3 separate regions of the Zea mays genome follow, and regions 2 and 3 are each linked to region 1. The links are chromatin contacts, called in public Hi-C maps. All regions are on one chromosome and are shown on one strand. Each heading gives the region's core, a stretch centred on a gene start, on an enhancer-like site or on the middle of the called end of the contact. The rest is flanking DNA. Distances are from core to core; before and after follow the strand shown.

Region 1 (3,430 bases), core at 280-2,779:
GGCAGGAATCATGCCAGAAATAAGAAGGCCTGTTCTTCTTCTGTTGTTGTAGTGTTTTTGTTTTTAAACTTCGCCGTATCTGTAGCTGTTTGTTTCATTCCATAGGTATGAACTGTTTATGTTCGTTATTAAAATTTTGGGAGGTCTGCTTCATCGTAATCTTCATTAGCAGCTGGTCCTTGTTGTGAAAAAAAAATATTTTGCATGGTTTTGATAGTCATGGGTACCATATATCCAATTTATTCATATTCCTACTACTAATCAGTGATGTAGCTAGGACAAATACCCTTCACCGCAGGTCCACAACATAAAAGGCGGGCATGGTCATGGTTCAATCAGTGATCCGGAACTGTTTTTGTGTGATGACTAGAGAGTGGAACTGGGAATGTTTTTTTGCGTGACCGCAGAGATGTGTGGTTCAATTCGATTTCATGTAAAGCGAAGGCAGTTTTGATATGCCGTGAATCCTCTTGAAAGAGAGGCGTGCCTTCAGGAACTCCGACACGGTTTGTGCGTTGCTATCGTCTGCTTATGCCGTAGTAAGTTCTATCCCCTTCCGTTCCTGAAAGGAGCATACTACTGGATGGTACATGATACTGGCCGGCCTCCCTGCTACCACCACCGGTATCTCAGTTGTCTCACTGTGCTGACATGATTGCAACAAGGTCCGAGCTGGTCACTTATGGTGCGTTTGGTTGCGGGACAAACAGGACAGAACGTCTACTGGTGTTATCTCTCATCCCTCCAATTTTGAGGGATAACTGGGTACAACACTGAGATAGTCTTGTCTCAATCCTTACCCTAAACCAAACAACCTTATTTGAGGGATCGTTCTATTCCGTCCCGTCCTGTTATTGCAACCAAACGTATCCTTGTATCCCTGTAAATTTGCACAAGTGTTATACAAAGCATTGAACCCACAGTAGACACCGATGCTGGATACAATTAGGGAGCAAGGGTACCTGCACTGCACTGCAGTGCAGTGCACAGCCCAGCTCCGGAATCAACTGTTGAGCTGCTGGCTGCTAGAGCGAAATATAGGAGACCCCGGGTAGACCCGAAGTTAGCCCCCCCCCCCCCCCCCCCCCCCATATTTTGGTCAAATTCATGCTCTGCAGTCTACACCGAGATGTGGCGCCATTTAGGAGACCTGACGATACATAGCTATAAATGCTCTCGGAGAGGTAAATCGGATGGTTTCAAGAGTTAAAAAGAGTCCACAAATTCGGTTTTTGAAAGAGGCAAATCAGACTCGACGCGATAATGGAGGGAGGTCAGATGGACTTCTTTTTCCCTGTTATAAAATATTCACCAGTTGCAGAAAGCCCACAGGGAAATATTCTAACTGGGCCATGGCCAGGACTGAGAACAGGTTGCTGTGACGTTCTCCACGGCGGGGATTTGGCCCATCCACACTACGCCCATCGCCCCATGAGCGAAATGGACGGCGGAGATCGGCTGGCCGCAGATGGCGAGGGCCGAGGAGGGGAAGTGGACACGCGGATCCGTGATTTTTCCAGATCAGATCCGACAACTCGCCCTCCCGTCTTTCCCTCTCTCTCCTCCCACCACACCCGGTCGTCGTTGTCGCGGCGTGAGCGAGCGAGAGGGGAAAACCCAAAACCCTAGCACCCCCGCCCCGTCGCCGACGGCCGCCGGAGTAGAGAGATGGCGGTGGACGAGGTGAACTCGGTCTACGTCGGCGGCCTTCCCTACGAGGCCAACGAGGAGATGCTTCGCGACGCCTTCGGGTACTACGGCACCATCGTCTCCGTCAAGGTCCGACCCGCTCCTCTCCCTCTACTCTTCTCCGTTTAGTCACCTCCCGCGTTTGCTCTCGAGAGAGTTTGCCGGGCGCTGCTGGTTTGATTCAATGAAATGAGGCTGTGCTGCGGCCGCTGATGTTTTCTTTTTCCGAAATATGGTGGAAAAGGTTCTTCTCCTTTTTATAGGATCTTAGAGAGGGTCTCGGGAGTGGCTGTCTTACATACATACAAAAAAAAAAAGTAACAAACAACACGAGAACACGAACGAAAGAGAGGAGGTGGTGTCCGCCTATTCCCAGTTTTTGGTGGCTAAACTAATTTAATGCCAAGATGAATTGGGAAGTATTATTCTGAGATCTGGTTATTGTACTTGCAAGGTAGATGTTTGGTTTTCCTTTTGGATGGTTTTCCCCCTCATGGCATTAGCTCATTGGGTTCGATACCTTGAAGAATTGGTTATTTGAAGAGCTGTTCCAAAGTGGATATCAGTGGCGGGGCATGAATTCAAGGGCATTATAGTTTTATATGTCGTAGACATCTTGCTTTTCTTCGACTGAGAGGGGGTGTGAAGATGATGGCATCATCATTTGCAAATGTGGTGTATGGAATTGTCAAACAACTTACATAGTTTCATACAGAAAGACAAACAATCTGTTGGTTGTTGTACTTGTTTGCTAGTATGATTTAGCAGTTGATGCTTCCTAATGATATAACCAACTGTTTTGAGGCTGTGTGAGATTATATAGCTTTTGTTTTCTGATTAATTTGCGCATTCCAGGTGATTAATGATCATGCTGTCAAAGGCAAGTGTTATGGTTTTGTTACTTTCACTCACCCCAGAGCTGCTGAGCAAGCAATTGCGGGCATGGACGGCAAGGTATTCTGTATGCTTCCTTTTTATTTAAAACTCACTTGGCACCTCCCCCCTTATCTTGTGTTAAACATGTCTTTTTGTTTGGAACAGAAATTAGGCAACCGTATTGTTCGAGTAAATGAAGTGCGTACAAGAGGCCCCCGCGATTTTGGCCGAGATGGTTTCAGACGAGATCCAAGAAGGTATGGTAGAGATCCATACTGGGACAGAAGGGACAGGGAACGGAGCTATGATCGTGAAAGAGATCCCTACCATGACAGGGATAGTGATAGATCCCGTGAGCATGATAGAGAAAGAGATTATGAACATGGTGGATTTAATAGAGAAATTGACTATCCCATGGACCGAGATCGTGAAGGAGATGAGAGACGTCCTAGAGAACATGATCGTACAGCAGAAATGCATAATGTGGATTCAGATAATGACAAAGATAAGGAACATGTATCAAGAAAAAGGTTCAGGTGCCATGTTGATTTTGTTTTTTTATAGTGGACTGACTACTGTCTATTTATAAAGAAAGATCCAGATTTCAATGGACTGACTACTGTCTATTTATAAAGAAAGATTGTACCACTATGTGAAATATTTCATGGGTGAACTATAATCCTTAGAAAAAAACTGATGCATTTACTTTCCTTATGTTCTGTATGCAGCCGCCCAAAAGGTCGTGATAGCAGAGATTTATCAAGTTCCAGTGATGGTCTTCAAAATGATGTAAGTGCATCTTCTTTCTGTGCTATTGTGAATGACTGTTCCTGACTCTTTATATCAGCTCCTTTCTTATTTTGGT
Region 2 (3,430 bases), core at 604-3,103, 980 kb before region 1:
GTACGGCTTCACCTTCTTCATCTTGAGCAGCTTCTTGGCGACCAGCGTCGCCATGAACAGCAGCTGCTCCGACAGCGGCAGCACCAGCGGGCCCAGCGTTGTTATGTTCGTCTTGAGCGCGTCGCCCGCCACCGCCATCAGGTCCCTCGACAGCGACACGCCCACGACGCCCTCGCCGTCCTCCTCCTGCGTCACGCAGCCGAAGCACCGGTCGTCCGCGCCCTTGTGCGTGCGCACCGTGTGCACCAGCTCGTACTTGGCCCGCCGCCGGTCGGACCGCCGATTCGAGAGCAGCACCGCGGCGCCGCCCATCCGGAACAGGCAGTTGGACACCAGCTTGGAGCGGTCGTTCCCCGAGTACCAGTTGAGCGTGATGTTCTCCGTGCTGATGACCAGCGCGTACGACCCCGGGTGCGTCTGCAGCAGGTCCTTGGCGAGGTCCACGGACAGCAGCCCGGCGCTGCACCCCATCCCGCCGAGGTTGTAGCTCACCACGTTCCCGCGCAGCTTGTAGTGGTTGACCACCATGGCCGACAGCGACGGCGTCGGGTTGAACAGGCTGCAGTTCACCACGAGGATCCCGATGTCTTTGGGCTTGACCCCCGTCTTGGCGAGCAGCTCGTCAACGGCGCCGAACATGACCTCCCGCGCCTCCGCGCGCGCCTCGTCCATGGACGGGTTGGGCGGCACCCGCGTGACGGCGGGGGGAAGGTACGTGTCCTCGCCCAGCCCCGAGCGCTCCAGGATCTTGCGCTGGAACTCGAGGCTGGCGTCGGTGAAGCAGCCGGTGAGCCTGGAGCAGCGCATGAAGGTGTCGCGCGTGCACCGGCGCTCCGGCCCGGGCTTGTAGCAGGCGAAGTCGACCAGGTACACGGGCCGCGGGCGGGTGAGGAAGTAGGCCGTGCCGAGGAAGACGAGGAGCGTGGAGCAGGCGAGCACGGAGATGAGGTTGAGGCGGAGGTGCGCCCACAGGTCGGCGACGTCGCGCGGGGAGAGCGTGGAGAGGTACACGGCCACGAGCACCATCAGCGGGGTGAGCAGCAGGTACATGCCGTGGGTGATGAGGTAATGGTACCCCAGCTTCACGTACTTGAGACGAACCGACTGCTGGAAGTCCGGCAGCTGCCGCGACGGCGACGGCGTGGCGGAGGCCGGGTTGGTCGGCGGCGCCGGGTTTTCCATGGCCCCTCTCCCTCTGTAACACACAGTTTGAGTTCGGTCGGTCGGTCAGTAAAACGCGAATAAAAATAACAACGCCGAGATTAAGTTTCACAATCTTGCGCTTGTCGATTGTGTAAGGATCTGAGTGGAGAGATGTGGCTAGCTGAAGGCGTTTCCGCTAGTTTCTTAAGCATCCGAGTCAAGAAACTGCCACGAAATCGACCAAACAAAAAATGACATCATATTTCTTTTTTGAAATCTGAATTATCAGTTGTCCTACGTGCGGGGGGGGGGGGGGGGGGGGGGGGGGGGGGGGGGAAGAAGAGCAATCCAGAACAGAAATGGCCACCACACTAGACGAGACAGGTTTTCTTTCCGTTCCCAATCGGCAGCGCGGAAGAAACTAATCAAGACGAAGAATCTTTCTCGCGTGCTCAAGATCAAATGGCTACGGGGGTTCCTCGATGGTAGGAGAAACGAGCAACGACGGATCAGATACGCCACGCGCGCGATCAACAGAAGAGGAAAAGGCAACCCGATGCGTACCAATCGAACAGCAGAGGAGCCGCCGCCGCCGCCTCCGTCGGACACCAGATCGAACCGAACCCCTGTAAAATCTGAACCAGGCCTCACTCGAAGCAGAGCACGGCGTGGAGAAGAAAGTCAGGGATTCGCCCCGCCCCGCCCCGCCGGAGTTTTAATAGAGGAGGAGGGGGAGGGAGAGGGAGAGAGGAACGGTGCGAGGGCCCACCTGACAGCTTCGGCCCCGGCGCACGAGCGGCGGCACGCCAGCCGTACGCTGGCGTTGACCGATGGACGGCCGGATGGTGGTGGCGGGCGTTCGAACGGGCGGACGGATGGAGGCCGCTCCCCTGTTATTACTTGCCCGCACGGCGCACGCGCAGGCAGGCGGGAAGCCGTTACGTAGTAGTACTGGCACTGCTACGCTGAGCGGACGCGGTACTACCGTACTAGTGTGAATGGTACCGTTTGTAGTTGTTCGATTATTTTTGTTCTAGGCATTGAGATGGAGATAGATTTTGGTTTATTATGAATTTAAATTGGCTCAATATTATCTAATCCATATGGTTTCGTGTCAAGGAACAAGCTCTAGAGGGAGCTGAGATCCGATCCGTATACATCTGACTCAGTAGCGAAGCTAGCAAATATTTTATCGGGGTCATTAGTATTAACTACTTAATTTTTACTATAGAACTTTTGTTATTAACACTGTTTTCTATTAGATATTCAAAAAATTACCGGAGTCAGCTGACCCCAAAATAAAGGCGGGCTCCGCCCCTGATCTGACTATCTGGTATGTATCTTAAAGTTTAATATTTAAAATGTCAATACCTATTAAAATTTAATAATATTTAAAATGTTGATATCTATTAACATTTAATAATATATGTATTCGATTCGATTTTGAAGAAAAAAATATAAAAATAAATATGGAATAAGTAATATCCGTTCGACTCTGACGGCCATGTGGGTGCGTATCGAGTTGGCATCGGCTGGCCGAGGGCGTGTGAGTTTGAGCTGTGGCCTGTGGGGCGGAGAGAACGTGGCTGGAGTGACGGGGTTTTCTTGCGGGAACAGCCGGCGGTTTGTCCGTTTTCTCGGCGGATCAGCTGCCAGTTCATTCCGTTCCGTCTAGTGCTGTGCACTGGTTTAAAAAGTCGTGAGACATCTGTTTGGAGGATTAGCAGGAGTCTAAAAATTCGCGGATAACGCAACTGTCAATGTGAAACGGAACTCTACCAGAGACAGGAACGGTACGGTACGGTACGTGCATGGTGATTGACGAGTTGCAGTCACGGTCCTTTGACGAGTCATCACTGTGCTGAGAATTTTCCTCTGACCCATTCCTCGAGTACCAGAGCAAGACCACGGGGGAGGCTTCGATTGGCCTTCCAGAAGATCGACGACGACCGGAGCTCCGACGCGTTGTCGCCGCACGTCTCGTCACTCGTCAGCGCCCCGCGCCCGGCGACTGTGGACCGGCTACCCCAGCCGGGGAGTGCGGTGCAGCCGAGAGAAGGCCTTTTGTTTGTTGTTGCACGCCTCGTGGAGCCGCGTCGCCCATGTTCCAGAAGCAGAACCTTTGACTGTGATCAGATCCCGGCGCTGCGTTAGAAATGTCTTTAGGACACGTAGAATCTCTCATCGATTGGTTTTCCAAGCGTAAAGAGACGATTAATAGACTGCGCGGCATGTACAACATTATTACACGAGGGTCTCTTATAGAGTTTTTAGGGGGTTAAGTATA
Region 3 (3,430 bases), core at 286-2,785, 930 kb before region 1:
TGTTGAATTAAGGGGATGACAATGTTTAATAGATAGAAAGCACACACAGAAGAGCAACTAATCTGTAAGGATAATATTAAGAAGATCCACATTCCATCAAAACTATGAAATATGTGCCAAAATGAACATATCTCCACAAAATTAACGATTTCCATCCAATAAACTTCACCTGCAGATTTGTTCTCCTAGATGATGACAAGAATATGGCTAGGGCTTGATTGTGTATATGACTTGATGCTTAGCTCTTTCGTGCAAAATTGGATATTTAGATAAACATACACAATAGGAGCAGAAATAAGAACTCCAATATTATTAGATTTCTTTAGATAAGTATAAATCGGAATAGAGAGATGTAAGTGATAATAATTTGTCTAGATATTGGGTACTAATAACAGTAGATAAGATTAATTATAAATGTAATCAGGAGAAGCATGGTGTATATCTAATCAGTCCGTACATAAGGTCTCGGTGGTGGCCCTCTCCCTAGTCTGTGCGTGCTCGGTTATCGCGAGTAGGACGGGGAGCGGTTGCGAGATCATGGAGCACGACTCAGACGATGCACTGGAGGCGGTTGCTAGAAACGTCGCGGCGTTGGTTGGGACGCGAGGAGGGCATGCCCTTGAGTAGTAGATGCAGAGTTCGACGCCGCGAGATGATCGGAGTCGGGCGAGGGTTGGGAGGGTTGGGCGACGTGCTAGCGGCTAGGAGCAGAGGGAGTGCGGGGTGGGGGAGGGGGGCACGCAGGCGCGGCGGGAAGGAGGGGTCACTAGCAGTGAAGGGGGATTGGATGCAGTTCCTTTTCGCACAGGGAGAAAGAACTCGAATTTCAAGAAATGACAACGGCACCACCTTCTCGGAGAGGTTGTGCACCTCAGCAGCGCGGCTCCGCTTGCTGCCGCCGCCGAACCCCCCACGCGTCCGCTCTGGCAGTGGCTCGGGCTCCGACCCGCCCGCGTCGCTGTCCCCGAGCCCGCCGGCGTCCTCCCCGTAGTCCACCTGCTGACCGTGGCCCAGCGCTGCCGGGAACGCCGCCACCCCGCCGAACGTCATCCTCCTCCTCGAGCTGCCGCCGTTGCTGTTGAAGCTGCTGGTGCTGCAGGAGCGCCATCGCCCTCGCGCCTCCAACCTCCGGGGCAGGGGCCGGGCGGCGGGATCGGGCGACTGGCGGCGGTGAAATCGGGGAAGGAAGAAAAAGGGTCGCGATGAATTTGGGGTCTGGCCGGCAGGATCGGGGTGGGATCGGGCGGCTGGTGGCAAGATCGAACGGTTGAAACTACAGAACAATGGATTGGACGGTTGAGGTTGCAGATGACAGAACGGCAGAACGGCAGACTACTCTTACACTCTTAATAAGTAGTATAGATATAGATTCTAAAGTTGGGGATTACAACAGCCGAGCGACGTTCGAGCGACGTTTGGGATGCCGCCGAGACTGAGCGACTAGGGCCAGGAGCAGCGTCTGCTCTGCTCTTTTCATTACTGGGCTGTTCTTTCTTAGGCTAGTAAAGCCTGAAAACTTGGTTCTAAAAAACTTTGGACCGCAACTAGGGCCGTGGCCCTGCTGGTCTTAGGCCTTGGCCCAACCTCAGTGACAGTGAGCAGGCAGGTTGCACCATAAAAAAAGGTGAGACCCCAGCTGAGCCACCATATCAGTTCGCCTGCGTCACTGAATGTTTGAGGCCGACTCTTGATCCGATCAGCAATAACGTTTTGACAGGAACAAGTAGCTAGTACTTTTTTACTGTCTGTTCAAGTCACTCGCACAATGCAGTCATCCATCAAATCATCCATCATGTATAAGTTGCCCAGACAAACCACGTTATTTTTTCTTTCCAATCGAGGAAACGACAGGCGAACGATCTAAAAGTGCTATACATACATTTGCCTCCAATTGGTTACTAATGTAAAATTATTGGTCTAGCTAGTGCTAGTTCCTTTCGACACCTATGGCTATGGGTTAGGATGAAAACGACGAGCTAGCTAGATACGCTCGATCGTTCCAAGTGGGTTTAGAGGTGTTTGGTTAGAGGGACTAAAGATTAGTTTCTAGTTTTTAGTCTCATTTAGTCCTTTTTTTTGCCAAACACTAGGACTAAAATATAGACTAAAATGATTTAGTCTTTAGTCCTTCACGTATGTGCTAAAAAGGACTAAACCATATTAATTACATATTTACCCCTCATTTAGTTCAATTGTACTAATAACGGGAGAATGTTAAAGACCATTTTAGTATTATTATGAGTCATTTAGTATATTCTTACTATTTTTAGTCTATAGAACCAAACATGTTAATAACCCTAGATTAAACAAACCAAATATGGCCTTAATAACCGACTAGCGTGCGGAGTCGCAGCCGCAGGCCGCAGCCCCGCCGATGTGGTGGTGGTGGTGGAACTGGTGGGCAATAATGCAAAATGATCGAGCGGATGGCCTTGCTGTGGGTAAGGATGTAAATGGTCGGTAAAATTCGGTAAATTCTCGGTACCGTTTACTAGATTTTTCCGACCGTTTTCATATTTTTCGGGATATACGGAAAACGGGACAGAAACAGGATGTGTTATTACGAAAACGGTACGATAAACGGTGAGACATATTTACCGTCCGTTTTCGGAATTCTCGGGAAAATCCGGTATTTTCCCATATTTTAACCGTATTTTTCCGGTCCACAAAAAAAACAAAGGAGGTAAGAACTATACTCGTTAGGGTTTAGAGATTAGGGTTTTAGATGTCATAGAAGATATATCAAGTGATCCATACGACATGCCACATGATTTCTAGTTTATGTATCGTGTGTTTAAGACTTATATACTATGTGGTTAAAACTTTAGTGAACATGTATGATCATTTATTTGTGGTCATGACTATGTATTGTATATTTGTGTGGTTGAGACTTGTATGTGAATGTGAATGAACAATCGTGTTTTAAAACTTATGTGTTGTGTGTTATAATTTAAGAGTGGACATGGATGAATGTATGACCAATTATATGTGGACAAGATTGTGTTTTGTGTACTTTTGTGAATGAGACTTGTATGTGGATGTGAATGAACATCTGTGTGGTTAGGATTTGTTTATTGTGAGCTTTTCCGATTACAGTTACCGTTTCCTGATCAATTTCGAGCTATTTTGCTCGGATTTATCCGTTTTCGATATACCGGAATTTACCGGCCGTTATCTGTTTCTGACTTTTCCGTTTACCGATTCCGACCGAACAAAAATTTATGCGGGTGAAAACGGTGAGAGGTTTTTTCCGACCGTTACCGGCCGTTTTCATCCTTAGCTGTGGGATGGGTGTCCCCTTGTATGTTCACAACGAAGAAAGAAAAAAGGCATAAGAGAATACTTCGTTGACAGAGATTATAAAACACACACACTCACTCACTCAGGGCTTGTTCGGTTAGCTCCGAATCCACATGGATTGAGTGGGATT

What was found. A called contact is a pair of places that touch in the nucleus more often than the background predicts.
Region 2: a contact with region 1 is called in a Hi-C map of leaf, with 6 times the contacts expected there. The contact joins the promoter of LOC100285225 here to the promoter of LOC100303796 in region 1. A contact is called at or near these places in 3 of 25 Hi-C or Micro-C datasets (ear, leaf and tassel).
Region 3: a contact with region 1 is called in a Hi-C map of leaf, with 9 times the contacts expected there. The contact joins the enhancer-like site here to the promoter of LOC100303796 in region 1. A contact is called at or near these places in 3 of 25 Hi-C or Micro-C datasets (bundle sheath, ear and leaf).

The regions. Positions count from the first base shown.
Region 1 is chr5:160,750,951-160,754,380 of Zm-B73-REFERENCE-NAM-5.0, reverse strand. LOC100303796 reads left to right here and starts at 1,529. Exons shown (of 9, transcript NM_001165430.1): 1 at 1,529-1,779; 2 at 2,545-2,643; 3 at 2,731-3,095; 4 at 3,294-3,354. The coding sequence starts at 1,669. LOC100272602 reads left to right here. Exons shown (of 5, transcript NM_001399132.1): 5 at 1-257.
Region 2 is chr5:161,729,187-161,732,616 of Zm-B73-REFERENCE-NAM-5.0, reverse strand. It overlaps LOC100285225 (fatty acid elongase), which reads right to left and starts at 1,853. Exons shown (of 2, transcript NM_001158119.2): 1 at 1,708-1,853; 2 at 1-1,195. The coding sequence starts at 1,182.
Region 3 is chr5:161,676,041-161,679,470 of Zm-B73-REFERENCE-NAM-5.0, reverse strand. No RefSeq gene overlaps it. Among protein-coding and RNA genes, the nearest start is that of LOC103627137, 6.1 kb to the left of the region's middle. Within about 2 kb of position 1,535, at least 9 of the 20 cell types and tissues checked have an H3K27ac peak or open chromatin away from gene starts, as enhancers often do. A contact at or near this core is called in ear and leaf, where this site is marked.